Regions from separate parts of the Mus musculus genome. Here regions 1 and 2 are each linked to region 3. A link is a contact called in public Hi-C data. All regions are on one chromosome and are shown on one strand. Each heading gives the region's core, a stretch centred on a gene start, on an enhancer-like site or on the middle of the called end of the contact. The rest is flanking DNA. Distances are from core to core; before and after follow the strand shown.

Region 1 (4,982 bases), core at 543-3,042, 360 kb before region 3:
TGGGCTGTACATGGTTTCCTAGTTCTTAGTGTCAGGGTTTCCCCATGCATGAACATCACCACCTGGTTGGAATGCGTCTGACTCACTAGGGGACACAGAACTGAACCCTGGTCTTGAGAAGTCCTTCTGTGGTATTGAGTGTGAGGCAGACACCAGGCTCAATGTTAAACACAAGAAGATGAAACACAGGGAGGACCACCCTCAGGGAGTCCAGAATCTAGGAGAAGAAAAATTGGAAGAACCTTTAAAGAAGGTTAGCTGGTTACCAGCATATCCCTAGTGCCTCAGCTCAGGCCTGGTCCTCTCTACCTTCTGGTAGGGCTTAGAGAACCTGTGAACAGTTCAGAAGTATGAAGGGCATAGGAGAAGGTACAGTGTGGCACCAAAACAAACAAAAAGGGAAGCACTTGTTTAACTGTCAGCTTGACATAAAGTAGAATCACATTAGGAAAGAGTCTCGGGGGGATTTTCTAGCCTGGCCTGGCCTGTGGGCATGTCTGTGAAGGTTTCCTTAACTGGGCTAATTATGTAGGAAGATTATCCTTAATGTGGGCAGCACCATTTCACGGGCTGGGCCTTGGATTGAATGAGGAGAAAGTATGAGCTGGGCACAAACACGCATGCGTTTATTCTCCCTGCCCTCAACTGGGCATGTGACCAGCTGTTTTAAGTTCCTCCTGCAATGAGGGTCAGTAACCTGGATAGACCCCTTCTTCCTTCTTCCTTTTTCCTTCTTCCTTCTTCCTTCCTTCCTTCCTTCCTTCCTTCCTTTCTCCTTCCTTCCTTCCTTCCTTTCTCCTTCCTTCCTTCCTTCCTTCCTTCTTCCTTCTTCCTTCTTCCTTCCTTCCTTCTTTCCTTCCTTCCTTCCTTCCTTTCTCCTTCCTTCCTTCCTTCCTTCCTTCCTTCTTTTTCTTCCTTTCTTTCTTCCTCTCTTCCTTACTTCTTCCTACCTTTCTTTCTTTCTTCTTTCTACCTTTCTTTTTAAATGTATGAGTGCTCTGTCTTCATGCACACTTGCATGCCAGAAGAGGGCATTAGATGCCTTTATAGGTGGTTCTGAGCCACCATGTGGTTTCTGGGAATTGAACTCAGGACCTCTGGAAAAGCAGCAGTGCTCGTAACCACTGAGCCATCTCTGCAGCCTCTACCCTTTCCTCCTGAAGTTGCTGTTCTCAGGATAGTTTATTACAGAACCAAGAAGCAAAGCTGTAGGCAGTTGAGCAGTGGCTGTTTGTGACAGACGAAGAGGAGGGAAAGGGGCAGCCAGAGGAGGACTGGTGTGAGAGGAAATGGCATGGAACAGCAAAGGCTGAGGGGAAGTGTGCAAACCAGGGAGTGCAGGCAGCCATAACCCTGGAGTATAATGACACCTACTTTGTAGGTTGGCATCAAGTTCAGTTTTAATTTTTAAATTCTATTTTAGTGCATTTATTTTGTGTCCGGGATGTAAGGGGAATACAAGACAACTGGCAGAAAGGGCTCTTTCCTTCTACCATGTGACTTCCAGGGATTAAACTTGTATTGTCAGGCTTAGCAGCAGTGCCTTTACATGCTAAGCCATCTTGTTTAGCCCTGGGATCAAATTGTTTATGACCAGAGAGTTAGAGCGGGATTTAATAGTTGGTACTGCTGGTCATGGTGGTTATGGTGACAATGACAATGACATTGCTACTATTATCATGATGGATTTGATGACATGTTTATGAAAAGGATGCTGATGCTGATACACAGATGCTATTATCTTTGTCACAGCTCTGACTCAGCATCCCAGAAGCTGACTCAGCATCCCAGGGGGAGCCCTTCAGTCCCCTCACATGCTGCTTACAGTGGGGGAAGCTCAATTTTTATATGATGACTAACAGCATAAGTCAACTTAACCACTAGTTAGTAATGGCTGCTCCATTTCATCCTAAAGTGACCAAAGTTTCTGTTTGAAGACAAAATTTAGTTTGTATGAATGTTTGTTTGCATGTACATATGTGTACCTCATGCATGTTTGGTGCCCTCTGAGGCCAGAAGAGGACATCTGATCCCTAGGAACTGGAGCCACAAACATTTGTAAGCCACAGTGTGGGTGCAGGGAATCACAGCCAGGTCCTCTGGATGAATGCAAGTGTTCTTGACCACTGCGCCATCTTACCAGCCCTCAGACAAAATTTGTGATGGACAAAGAAGATTTATGTAGACACAGAATTCCTAATTTTTTGTGAATGGACAGTCTCTAGGATCAGTGAAACTGTCTATGGAAAACATGGGCTCGGGTGGACTATCCTGGGCAAGGCCTTGATGCATGACACATGCCTTCATGCCAAAGACAGTGAGAATATTCAGATACACATTTCTCTTTTAGGTCATCACCATGGTTTCCAATAAAGAAAAAAAGGAAGTGGGAAAACTTGCCTGCACAGGCAAACCCTTTTCTCCCTCTGTCTCTCTCTGTCTCTCTGTCTCTCTGTGTCTGTCTCTGTCTCTGTCTGTCTCTCTCTCTCTCTCTCTCTCTCTCTCTCTTACACACACACACACACACACACACACACACACACACACACGCCATGCCACCATGAGCAGAGATAACCTGCGACAACAAGGGATGGAGGGAGGTGTCTGTAAGTCAGGGAGTGCTGGCCACCACCAGAAGCTGCCAGAAACTAGAGAATTCCTATGGGGTCACAAGGAGTACAACCCTACAGATGCTGGGACCTTGGACTTCAGGTCTCCAGGCTGTGTGCATCTCTAGGCTGCCTCACTCTGACTTGAGGTTTGCAGAAAGGAACTTACTGTAAGCCAGTAACATTCCTGGCTCTGATGAAGAGGCAGACCCCAAGGCCTGTCACCAGCGCTCAAAATCAGCAGTGCCTAACCCCTAGTTAAGTGCTGCAAGGAGACTTAAACTATGGTTTATGAGGAAGGAACTGAGCCCCACCTCCTTGTTTAGAGGCCAGCTATCTTGTAACAACTCTGACACCAAACTTGTCCTTATGATCTCTCTAAAGTCACGGTCCATCTTCCAGCTGGCAATGTCTTTGCTCCAATCATCCCATGTGCCTATCAGTGCCCTGGAGGTGAGCACAATTTCTGTAACTGTTGGTGCCCAGCAGAGGGCAGCATAACAACCTCGGGCACACAGTGACCTGCGAGAGGGTTTCTCCTGAGGCTCCTGAACTGTTAGCCGGGTTCTGACCCACAAAAGCATGCTGTGCCCAACTTCTTGGTGCCATTCCTAGAACCACCTCTGGCCTGGTGCCTCATCGTTGTTGGTTCCCTTGTCCCATAGAAATGAGCCCTGGCAGGGGCAATGCTGCTTTTGTCTGACTCCTCTTCCATGCAGGCCTGTGCCATGCACCCTCAGCCCTCATGAGGAGCTGAACCTCCAGACAACTGTAGTGTGCTGTGGAGGGGCTGGTGTTTCAACGAGAACATCTGTTCTGTCACACTTTAACAACATGGTTATTAAAGCAAGAGGAAATTAATTATAGTTGTCACTGTGTGTTCAAACCACACTGCTGCTTCCTCTCCACAGGATATTCACATGTGTGCTATAAAATACTTCACTGCCATTACACACTGCTGATTTTGCTGATTTTCATTCCTAATTTCTCACTGTTGTGATCAAAATAGGGAAGATATCATAAAGTGGACATTTGTTTGTTTGTTTTGTTTTGTTTTGTTGTTTTTCCAAGACAGGGTTTCTCTGTGTAACCCTGGCTGTCCTGGAACTCACTCTGTAGACCAGGCTGGCCTCAAACTCAGAAATCCACCTGCCTCTGCCTCCCAAGTGCTGGGATTAAAGGCGTGCGCCACCACCTACAGCTAGGAAGTGGAGATTTTAATTGTAGAAAAAAACTGAAGGATAAATTTAAGGAGTGAGGTCTAGGCCAGTATCAGTGTACTACATGCACAAGCGTGCAGTTGCACTCACGCACACGCACTCCATTGATGCACAAGCATGCAGTTGCACTCATGCACACACACTACACTGATGCACAAGCATGCAGTTGCACTCATGCACACACGCTACACTGATGCACAAGTGTGCAGTTGCACTCATGCACACATGCTACACTGATGCACAAGCACGAATATGCACTGCCTACGTTTGTAAGAACAGTGATGCTTGTTTCTTTCTCTTTTCTCCCAAGTCTTGATGAGGTTTCTGTTTCTTTCCTTGTGTGTTTCATGTGCACATGTGGTTTGCACCCATGTGTGGATGTGTAGAGAATGCAGCAGAGCGTGACTATGGAGCTTTCCTGTTACTCTGTGTCATAGCTAGGGTTTCATAGCTGTGAAGAGACACCATGGCCAAGGCAACTCTTATAAAGACAAACATTTCATTGTGCTGGGCTTACAGTTTCAGAGATTCAGTCCATTATCATCATGGTAAGAGGTATGGCATTGTGCAGGCAAACTTGGTGCCCAAGGAGCCAAGCAGTCTACATCTTGATCTGAAGACAGCTAGGAGGCAGCTATTGTGTTTCATTCTAGGCAAGGCTTGAGTAGATAGATAGAGATAGAGATATATAAATAATCTCAAAGACCTGACTTTGTGACATACTTCCTTTAAAAAGGCTACGCCTTCTCTAATAAGGCCACATCTCCTAATAGTTCCACTCCCCATGGGCCAAACATTCAAACACTTGAGTCTATGGGGACCATATTTATTCAAAGACCCCACACTCTATAATGAAGCATGGAGTCAGAGCTACCTGAGTATATAAAAGCCACCATTGCCCCTACAATTCTGCACCTCCATTTATTCACAGAATATGAATATGAAGCATATGTAATTCCCACCTTGTGGGCTCCCTTTAAGGAATACATGAGCTGCTACATGCAAATGCTCAGAGCTGTGAGCGGCACACAGGGCACACAAGAGCACACGGTACAACAGTCAGTGCCTGTCCTTATTGCCACTGTTTTTATGGCCCACGCCAAGGGAGCACTGTCAGAATCTTACAGAGGAGGCTGGAGCAAATACTGAGGAC
Region 2 (4,960 bases), core at 878-3,377, 330 kb before region 3:
TACATACAAAAAAAATGACAATTGTTATCCAAGGATAACAATTAGAAGTGTATGTATTTCAAGCTTAGTCAAATCTCTTGACTGTTTTGTTGAGGTCAAAGGGCCAGACACCTTCTGTGTTGTCCTTGCCCAACACCATGAGTTGTCTAGGTCAACCCAGACTCAGTGGCCCCAAGTCCACAGTGTGTAGCCCACCTGCTGGCAAGGGGACCAGGAATAGATAACTCAGAAGTCTGCTACCCTGTGTGTGAGGCCTTGATGCAAAGGATGTGGGAATACGCACACTGGGCAGAGACCTCCGAATCAATTCCACAAAACCTTCTGTTGGTTGTGAAAAGTCTTCTGAACCCCAGAGTTGCACATGGCAACCTTCTGGGAAGGGCCAATGGCTAGCTTTGTTTGAGGTCTTAGCATAGAATCTTAGCAAGTTAACACATAACAAACATCAAGTGGAGAATAAGCCAGATACATGGTGTCCACACCCTCAGGGATGCCTGCACAGAGAACCAGGAAAGACCCAGAGGTCTTATTCCCTGCAAACAACTCTCAGGGGACACAGGAGCACCAGCAGCTTACCTGTGTGCCAAACACAGTATCATCCTCCATGAATGTAGTACCCCTAGTTGTTGGACACATGCAGCAGCCCTCATCGTGATGTCCAGCATGATGTTGGAGTCTAGAAATAAGACCACTTATCTGACCTGACTCTGCCCTCTAGATGCTCAGTGGTTAGTCAGAGAATCAAGGAGGAGAGAAATGGCCCAAAAGAACATTCACTCTGTGTCACAAACTATCAAGCTGAATGTAACAAGGAAACAGGGCTCAGAGTAAAGACAGATCTAACCGAGGTGGACCAAGTTGAACTATCTTTATACTTCTGGGTCTGTTCTTTGAGTTAGCCGAGGGATGTAGCCCGAGGTAATGTAGCCCGAGGGATGTGGATGGACTCTGCCACAAAGAGCAAGCACAAGGAAGAATAATGCATGGGGAAGCAATGAAAAAAGTCAGTGGGGGTGGGGGAATGGGATTGCCTGACCATCGGATGCCCTCGCAGCACACTGGAGAAGCAGAAAGTACATCTATTCACACAGTCTGGAGTGTCAAAGTCTACAGAAAAGAAACCTGCACCTGAGGGCCAGGTAGCCCTTTCCCCTCTAGATCAGTTGCTTATGATTTCCATTGCAGTTTGTTCACTAATTTCCAATGTCTTGGCAGAGCAGTGATTGCTCCAAGCCCCAGGGCCATGTGGGAACAGCCCGCAGGCCACACAGCCAGGGGAGTGGCTTCCTGAGTAGACATTTGTCTCTGTGGGCTCACTGTGTCCAGATCTGATAATAGCTAATTCCACCAAATATTAGAGGGGCTCACATTTAATTAAGGAGTGGCCATGTGTGTGCTGCAGCCTGGAGGTCCCTGCTGCCCCGCAGTCAGAAGCAGAGTCCTCGGGGAATGCACCGATCTTTTCTTATATCTCCTCTGAGCTCCTGCCCTCTTTGAATGCAATTAGGGGAACAAATAAACTAACTTAACCCAACTCCCCCGTGAGGCCACCAGTTCTCTGCTGATAAGCCCGGCTGTGTGGGCAATCATTAAATGGGAAATCTAATATTTAACTAAATTTAATAGTCTGTTGCTTTGGTGCTCTTCTGCAGAAAGTGGGATTTCAATAGAGGGGAGCAAGCTATTCAAAGGCAGCCTGAATAGTCACTGAGGAATTAGAACCTGCCACGCCCCACACAAGGCCAGAACTGACAGGGCTGGACGTGGATAATGGGAATTTAGTCATCTCTGCACTCGCTCTAGGAAAGCCTCGCTGGGTGGACAGCCACACATATTTGTGATCTGAGTTTGAACCTCTCCCTCCAAAACAGCATGTAAGATTGCAGAGTGACATTCAAAGCCAGCTCATGTGAATTACATTTAAGGAGAGTTGAGCCAATTGTGAGAGACTCTGGGCAGGTCCTGGCACCTACCTGCTCACACAGATGAAGTTCCCATAGGGCCCTGGTGGCAGAAGCTGAGTGAGATCCATGTACTCATCTTTGCTGATTGTGCTGATACCCATGAGCTCCTATGTGTGCAGCCATGTCACCCCTATCTCCCTGCACACACCCCAGGTCCCTTCCCCATGCCATACCTAGATGAGTCACATAGTCAGTCAGAGTGATAACCATGGAAGGTTCTTCCAGGTTGTCTTAGGCAGAGCTGTGATGAAACACCATGACCAACTTGCAGGGGGGAAGGTTTATCTCACCTTATAGCTCATCTAGGTTACTCCAGGCAGGCACCTGAGGAAAAGACTGAAGCAGAGGCCCTACAAAGTGCTGCTTACTGGCTTGCTCCTCGCGGAGTGCTCAGCCTGCTTTCTACAGAACCCAGGACCACCAGCCCAGGGATAGCACCATCCACCAGGAGTTGGGCCCTCCCACATTAGTGATCAATCAAGAAAATGCACTACAGACCTGTCTGCAGGCCAGTTTTATGAAGGCATTCTCTCAGCTGAGGTTCCCTGTTCCCAGATGACTCTAGCTTGTACCAAGTTGCCACAAACCCAGCCAGCACAAGGGGACCCATGAGCGGAAGCTTTGACATAACATCTTAAGTCTATGCCCTGATTCTTACACTAGCTTGGGTCTGGGACTATCAGAGAACCAGGTCAGAATCCCAGCATTCACTGAACATTAACTTCCATATGTAATTAGTCTCTCAAATGCCAAAGACTCTACAATCAATTTGCTGGACGTTCGTTTCCCGTTGTGATGTTGAATTCACACATGGAGCAGGGAATGGTTAGCAGTCATCCCTCGGTTTCCTCAGGCAGGCTGAGCTCTGGCACCTTACAGAGCATTGGATTCCTGAAACCCCTGGAGTGTCTCTCAGTCCAGTTTCATTTGTCTTGGAAGGATGGCAAGAGACCACACAGGGGTGGGCAGGGGGAAGGAGCTTCAGGCAGAACCAGCGTCTGCCAAAGGTGAAAGGTGAAAGCCGTAGCTGCTGGACGGCCATGTGTGCTTGGCAGCTTGCCAAGCGTTTTCAGCTGCTTATCAGCTCCTCACAGGCACAGGAACTCCCCCGCCCCACCCTACCAAAAGTATGCCATTCCTGCTCCCACAGATGGTGGAGATCGTGGAGTCACACAATGCTGTGTGTTACCCACAGCAGCCATGAATTAACTAACCTCTGATGCCTTCAAGAAACAAGACTGTGGGATGGTTTTGTTTTCAAGGGCTCATGAAAGACCCCAACGTTCCTCATAGGACCATAGCTTTAAAATATTTTCTGATCCTAGCCTAGACACGCTAAAGGCAGAGCCCCTTGAAAACAGTTCCCTTTTACATTGAGCCACAAGCCAACCCTACATGTAACCTTAAAGAAAGCAAAGAAAAGGAAGACCTGTGGGCTTACTAGGCATGAGAGGGTGAAATGGGGTCGCACAGCCATTTCAGCAGGTGAGCAAAATGGGCTTCCTTCCTTCCAGCTGAAGAGATTTCTGACGTGGTATTTGTGTGTTGTAACCTGAAAATGAAGAGCCATGCAGATAACCCAACAATACAGTCACCTAGCCACCATGCATGAGGGGGTAAGCCCTCAAATTGCAAAACATTGCTCTTGGGACATTGCTATCTGTGACTATGGTCACCAACTCCAAGTCTCTAAAGACCAGATAACTTACAGGTTAAAGCAAGAAATCTGGGAGTGGGTTAACTGATAAAGGCCACACAGTCTGGTGTCTTCTCTGCTGACATTGCCTGGTTGGTGTGGCTGTTTTCCCCCACAGATAAGTGGTATTGCTTTTCTTGAACCCAACAGACTTACAATGGATCACACCAATGCCATACTGAAAAGGAGGTGGGCAGATGGAGCATAGAGATCTCTGATCTGCCCATATTTCTGATTTGATACTAGGGCCCCAGGTCTTGAATGAGCTATCTGATATCTCATCTTCTCTCTCTGTAATGCAGTAAGCAACGCCCAGGGCTGCTTGGGTGAAGCAGTGTAGGAGGTGTGTGAGAACGCCCCGCCCACCCACCTGCCCCTCTAGTCCCCAGAATCCAGTGTGTTCTTCTTTCCCCACTTCTAGGAATGTTTGACTTGGAAGCAAATGAGGAAGTTCAGAAGGCTATCAACGACCGGCAGATGCCGAAGATTGAATATCGAAAAATTGAAGTAGAAGATTACAGTAAGTACTGCTCTTCTGCCCTTTGAAAGGTCACCCTTGGATGGAAGCTCGGCTCTACCCAGGTGCCTCCCTGCTTGGCCACCACCTTATCTCCAGCTCACTATCCACTACCTCAAGATGATCTGGTAACAGCCAATACCACAGACAGATTTATGATTCCTCCCCTGAAGACAGCAGGACAGAGCCTTTTCTCTGATCTCCACCTCTATCCTCTGTACCGTGCTGTCTTCCTTCCTCAGTGTCCTACCTTGGTGCTGGCTGTGGGCAGTGTCCTTGCAACTGGAGAAATGCATCCCGAGGGTGTTGACACTGCCCTCCTCCTGCCTCTCTTCTTTCACACTCCAGCCACTGACTCCACACTAGACTATAAGATCCAACCTGTTTGCTGGAATCAGCTAGCAGCAGCTGGGAAGTTACCAACACTTCACATGCTTCCCAGCTCACTGGCTGACTCTAGAATTGTAGCTGCCCACTGTCCTTAACTCTAGAGAAAACCCCAGTGTCCAAAAAACCTCATCTCCTTTCATCTCCTTTCTAGGTTCTCTAGCAAATGGGCCAGGACAGCTCAGTTGCTTAAACCCACAAAGCTCAAAGGTACCCAAAGGCCTTCATGCAGATCCCTCTTGCCATCATCTCTGCAGTCATGGGCAGGCTTCAGTTTCTGCGAGGATTCTGTCTGATCCATAGTCACTGGACATGCTCTGTCTCAAGAGTTGAGGGTGGCCAGGCTTAGGGAAAGCAGACTAGACTCACTGGAGGGGCAGGTGGAGCTATATGCCT
Region 3 (4,930 bases), core at 1,570-4,069:
CCATTTGTTTTCTTGATGACCATGCCGACTGGGGTAGGATGGAATCTCAAGGTACTTTTAATTTGAATTTCCCTGTTGGCTACTGATGCTGAATACTTTAAATAGTGTTTACTAAGGCTAGAGAGACGGCTCAGTCATTAAAGGCTAGGCTCGCAACCAAAAAAAGAAAAAAGGAAAACAAGAAAAAAAAAAAGTGTTTACTAGCTACTTGGTTTTTTTGGCTTTTTGTTTTTTGTCTTTGTTTGTTTGTTGGTTTTTTGAGAAATCTGTTTAGTTCCTAAACCATTTTCTTTTATTATTGTATTGTGCTTTAGTTAGGATTTCTAGTTCTGTGAAGAGACGCCATAACCAAGGCAACTCTTATAAAGGAAAACACTTAATTGTGGCTTATTTACAGTTCAGAGATGTAGTCCATTATCATCATAGCAGGAAGCATGGCAGCATCCAGGTTGACATTGTGCTGGAGAGGGAGTTGAGAGTTCTATATCTGGATCAGCAAGCATCAGGAAGAGAAAGGGACCCTGGGTCTGGTTTGGGCTTCTGAAACCTCAGAGCCCACCCCCAGTGACACACTTTGTCCAACAAGACCACATCTACTTCAACAAGGCCACACCTCCCATTAGTGCCACTTCCTTCGAGCCTATAGAGGCATTTTCATTAACCTCTACAGGTTGTTTTGTTGATGCTTAGCTTCTGAAGTTCTTTGAATATTCTAGATACTAATTCCTCTGTTGGAGATAAAGCTCCCAAGGATTTTCTCCCACTCTTCAAGCTAGCTCTTCCTTCACTGACAGCTTGGAGTACAGAAACATTCTTGTTTCATGGACTTCACTTCGTTGGTTGTTGACTATTTCCTGAGCATGGAGTCCTAGTAAAAGTCCTGGTCTACACCTGTCTCTTGATGTGCATTCCCTAGTTTGTCCTCTTGCAGTTTCAGGTCCTCTGTTGAAGTCTTTGATCCACTTGAGGGTGGTTTTGTTGTTTGGGATGAGAGATAATGATCTAATTTCATTGTCCTATATGTCGATGTCCAATTCTCCAGACCATGTGTTAAAAAGGCTATCTTTTCTCCAATGCATGCTCTTTTCATCTTTGGCAAAATCATGTGGATATAGTCATGTGACCCCATATCAGGACCCTTTCTGTATTCTATTGAGCTGTATGTCTGTTCTGTGCCAGTACCATGTTTTCTTCCTTGGCTCTGTAGTATTAAGGCGTGGTGATAGCCCCACAATGGTGATAGTCCCCACACCATTCTTCTTGCTCAGGGCTGCTTTGGCTCTCTGAGGTCTTCCACACTTCCACATGTATTTTAAGATTATTTCTTATGATCCTAAGAAAGAATGCTACTAGACTTTTTATTTGAGATTGTGCTGTATTCATAGATTTCTTTTGCTAGGGGAGTCATTTCCTAGGATACATAGAGGTGGGATCATTTTATAGACACTAGCTAGCACATGTTCTCACTAATGGGATGTTGTCCCTGGGTGTTGTATAAATAAAGCTGTTGGATAGGGTCACTTCAGCTTGTCTAATGGCTCAATGGGTCTGTCAGGGCCTCCTGGTCACTCAAGCTCTCCTGGAAGAGAAGGCTGAGTGGAACACCACTCCTTTTAACTCGCCATAAATACAGAGAGGATGACAGGGACCAGAGTCCCCACAGCCCTGAGAACTTCCCCAAGCAGAGCTCCAGATTCACCCTCCACTGATAGTGCCCATCATGAGCAGGGACAGTGGCCACTATCAGGGTCCCAGGTTCATGCCCATTTATGACCTTTGTTCCTGTTAAGAGGTGAACTATGTACTCCTGAAGCTCACATGTCACAGAATTAACCTTTAGTACCTGGAAAGGTGGCCTTAATAGGAGACAGGCTATTACAGGCTGATATAAGAAGACAAAGCAAACCTACAAGGGAAAGATGAAAGAAAGAAAGAAAGAAAGAAAGAAAGAAAGAAAGAGAGAGAGAGAGAGAGAGAAGAGAAGAGAAGAGAAGAGAAGAGAAGAGAAGAGAAGAGAAGAGAAGAGAAGAGAAGAGAAGAGAAGAGAAGAGAAGAGAAGAGAAGAGAAGAGAAGAGAAGAGAAGAGAAGAGAAGAGAAGAGAAGAGAAGAGAAATGTCCACTAAGGTCATCAGCCATAACTACAGATAGAGAGGCCTAAAGGGCTCAAAGAGCTAATCCTTTGAAACTGGGTCCATCTCTCTCACAGTCACAACTGAGACACTATTTACAGTGCTGATGCCACCCTGTCTATAGAACCAGGCATCTCTCATGATGAATTTCCCAACCATCATTGACTTTTCCAGTTTGGGTCAGATCAATTATGCCTGACGCCACCTCTCCCAACATCTACTACTAAGCAGGTAGCACAGGAGGAGGAGGAGGTGTGGAAAGGGAAGTGGGTGGGGACATAGGTTGGAGACACTTATAGAAAAAGAAGACTCTCCAGAGTTTCTACAGAGTGAGGTCATGAGCTGGAGCCCAGATGCTAGGCATCTTAAGGAAGCAAGGGCAGCAATGGAAGTCTTGGGACTTGTCAGTGAAACAGGCAGTGTCTCTAGGAAGTGCAGATTCAGCAAAGCAGACCTGAAACATCAAGGCTTGTTCTTTCTTACTCTGGCCTCTGTGTGGTGCAGAAGTTAGCTGCTGTTCCCAGAGCTAGTTCAGACAATGGAGAATAGACATTATACTCTGCTCTGCAGGTGACAACAGGTCAGCAGACCTTTGTCCCAATAGATCTCTCAGTGGTCAGACACCCTCCAGATTCCCTTATCCCAACATGGTCCTGGCATTTGTCATCAGTGCTGAGACAGTCCAGCTGCCACTTCTCTTGGTTCAGCCCAGTCTTGTGACAGTATATGGGGTGACTCAGCCACTTTTCCTGAATGGTAGTCTTTCCAAGGGGTGTTGCCACTTTGCACTTGGGAGACACAGCCAAGTTCTCAAAAACATCCTGTTTCTGAACTTGGCTCACGAGAAGGAAAGCAGAGAGGTCCGAAACCAGATCTCTGAGCTGCATGGGGTGCTGGGAGGAGTCAGGGTCAGCCAGAGGGCAGGGAGGGGAAGTGGCGTGGAGCTATGTTTAATTAAGGGGTAGGTGGCAAGATTAGTGGCAGATGTGAGAAGAGGGTCTCACATGCCACCTGCAAGAAGCATTTAGAAAACTGGAACTGGGAATCAAAAGTCATCCAAGTCACAGGAGCTCCCCCACATTGCCACACTGGTCTGTGGTGGTAACAGAAGTAGATTCCATATCCAGTGGGCTTTCCTAGAGGGCCTGGAAGGACAGAGCTGGTTCCCAAATGCTGCTTACTGTTACAGTGTGGGAAGGAGGTCAGCTTTCACAATCACAATCCTGCCTGAAAACACAAGCTCTCAAGAAAACGTGTGCTTGCAACACAAGTGCCTGAAGAGGGAAACGGCTGTGCTGTTGTAGTCTCTCCCCTTTCCCCCGCATGTCAATGTGCCAATTGCAGCAGCTGGAAGAATCTGCTGCAATTGGCACATCGTGACGAGAGGGCATAACAGAGCTGTGACAGTGAAGCCTGCCACAGGGTCAGAATTCATTTTTTTCTTCATTAATAATATCCTAATTTGCATCATTAATATGTCATGATCCATGAGCACAGGCAAATAATGGTACAACTGCTGAACAAAAAAATGCCACCTGCGGAGCAAAGAGAACAAACACACTTACATGCAGGAGACATCAGTTCCCCCAAACCTCACCAGCATCAAAACAGCTATTTGAGGAATGCAGAGAGGACTATTCTCCATGGCTCTATGGGAGGAGGAGCTCTGGGTGTACCTACCACTCCCAGGCTACCATTGGACAAACCTGAAAATTCCAAACAAAGCTGATGAGAGCCCGCTGGCTAAGCTCCTTGCCTGGTTTCTCCAGCTGGCCCCAGGCCAAGAGGCGGGATGTTTCAGGCCACAGTGGTGCCACCCCATCAGCCCAGATCCACCTCTTTCTGTGACTGCAAACCTCAGCTATTTTTGGCCAGCCAGCCTGTGTCAGGAAGTGGAACAGGATGATGAGCCCAGAGAAAAAAACACCTGTGGGATGTATTCAGCTATGTGCCAGACTACTGCTGACATTGGAAACTTTGAGAATGCTAGACACAGAGGTCCCCTGGAATCTATACTCCATTCCTTGACTTGAACAACTGAACATATCAGCTGCCTGCTCTGCTCAGGACCACCTTGTTCTAAACCGTAGCTCTGAATTATTTACATAAGCTAAGACAGGTCCAGTGTCACTAGGAGATATGATCTTACAGGGCCAACATCATGTGTGCTTCTCTCTGTCAACCATCCTGTTGCTATATGGTACATGGATGTCTCATATTACATAGCAGAAATTGTGCTCAGAGAGTATGACTTTGGTAACCTGCACACACATGTACACACATATACTCAGGTGCATACACATACGTGCACAGACAGGGATTTCAGTATGTTCATTTTCTAACTATAATAATTACTTCATTGTATGTATGTTATCAATATATCATGTGATCTTTAATGTTGCTTACTAGAAATATATTCAATAAAACACAAATATATTAACATTCATGTGAGTTGGAATTATCTTAGAAATACATTTTAAAAATTCAAAAGAAATAATAAAGTTAGTCTTTATTTTACTTATTTTTATTTTTGCAACAGTTTCTCCTTATAACAGCCCTGGCTATCCTGTCCTGGAATTTACTTTATAGACTAGGTTGGCCTGGAACTCACAGAGATCCTTTTGCCTCTGCCTCCCAAGTGCTGGGATTAAAAGTCTGGGTCACCATGCCAGGCAGTTAGTCTTCCTTCTGTACTTTATTTGACCCAGGATATCCCAAGAGGTATCTCAGTAGATAATTTCAGGTTTTCCAGATGCTTATTAGATAGTGCTCATTAGTTTTCATCCTAACCCTTGGGATT

Evidence for each region. Hi-C and Micro-C count contacts between places; a contact is called where the count stands out from the background.
Region 1: a Hi-C map of the N1E-115 cell line shows a contact between it and region 3, with 2.6 times the contacts expected there. The contact joins two enhancer-like sites. A contact is called at or near these places in 1 of 484 Hi-C or Micro-C datasets (the N1E-115 cell line) and 1 of 9 other capture datasets (embryonic stem cells).
Region 2: a contact with region 3 is called in a Hi-C map of the N1E-115 cell line, with 2.5 times the contacts expected there. The contact joins two enhancer-like sites. A contact is called at or near these places in 1 of 484 Hi-C or Micro-C datasets (the N1E-115 cell line), 1 of 115 datasets of contacts at active chromatin or transcription factors (embryonic stem cells) and 1 of 9 other capture datasets (embryonic stem cells).

Annotation. Positions count from the first base shown.
Region 1 is chr5:27,677,584-27,682,565 of GRCm38.p6, forward strand. All of the region lies in intron 16 of Dpp6 (dipeptidylpeptidase 6), which reads left to right. Among named protein-coding and RNA genes, the nearest start is that of Paxip1, 110 kb to the right of the region's middle. Within about 2 kb of position 1,793, at least 5 of the 459 cell types and tissues checked have an H3K27ac peak or open chromatin away from gene starts, as enhancers often do. A contact at or near this core is called in the N1E-115 cell line, where this site is marked.
Region 2 is chr5:27,705,369-27,710,328 of GRCm38.p6, forward strand. It overlaps Dpp6 (dipeptidylpeptidase 6), which reads left to right. Exons shown (of 26, transcript NM_207282.3): 18 at 4,082-4,180. Among named protein-coding and RNA genes, the nearest start is that of Paxip1, 84 kb to the right of the region's middle. Within about 2 kb of position 2,128, at least 20 of the 459 cell types and tissues checked have an H3K27ac peak or open chromatin away from gene starts, as enhancers often do. A contact at or near this core is called in the N1E-115 cell line, where this site is marked.
Region 3 is chr5:28,034,437-28,039,366 of GRCm38.p6, forward strand. The region is part of intron 1 of Gm35223 (a long non-coding RNA gene); the gene reads right to left. Among named protein-coding and RNA genes, the nearest start is that of Gm26608, 19 kb to the right of the region's middle. Within about 2 kb of position 2,820, at least 166 of the 459 cell types and tissues checked have an H3K27ac peak or open chromatin away from gene starts, as enhancers often do. A contact at or near this core is called in the N1E-115 cell line, where this site is marked.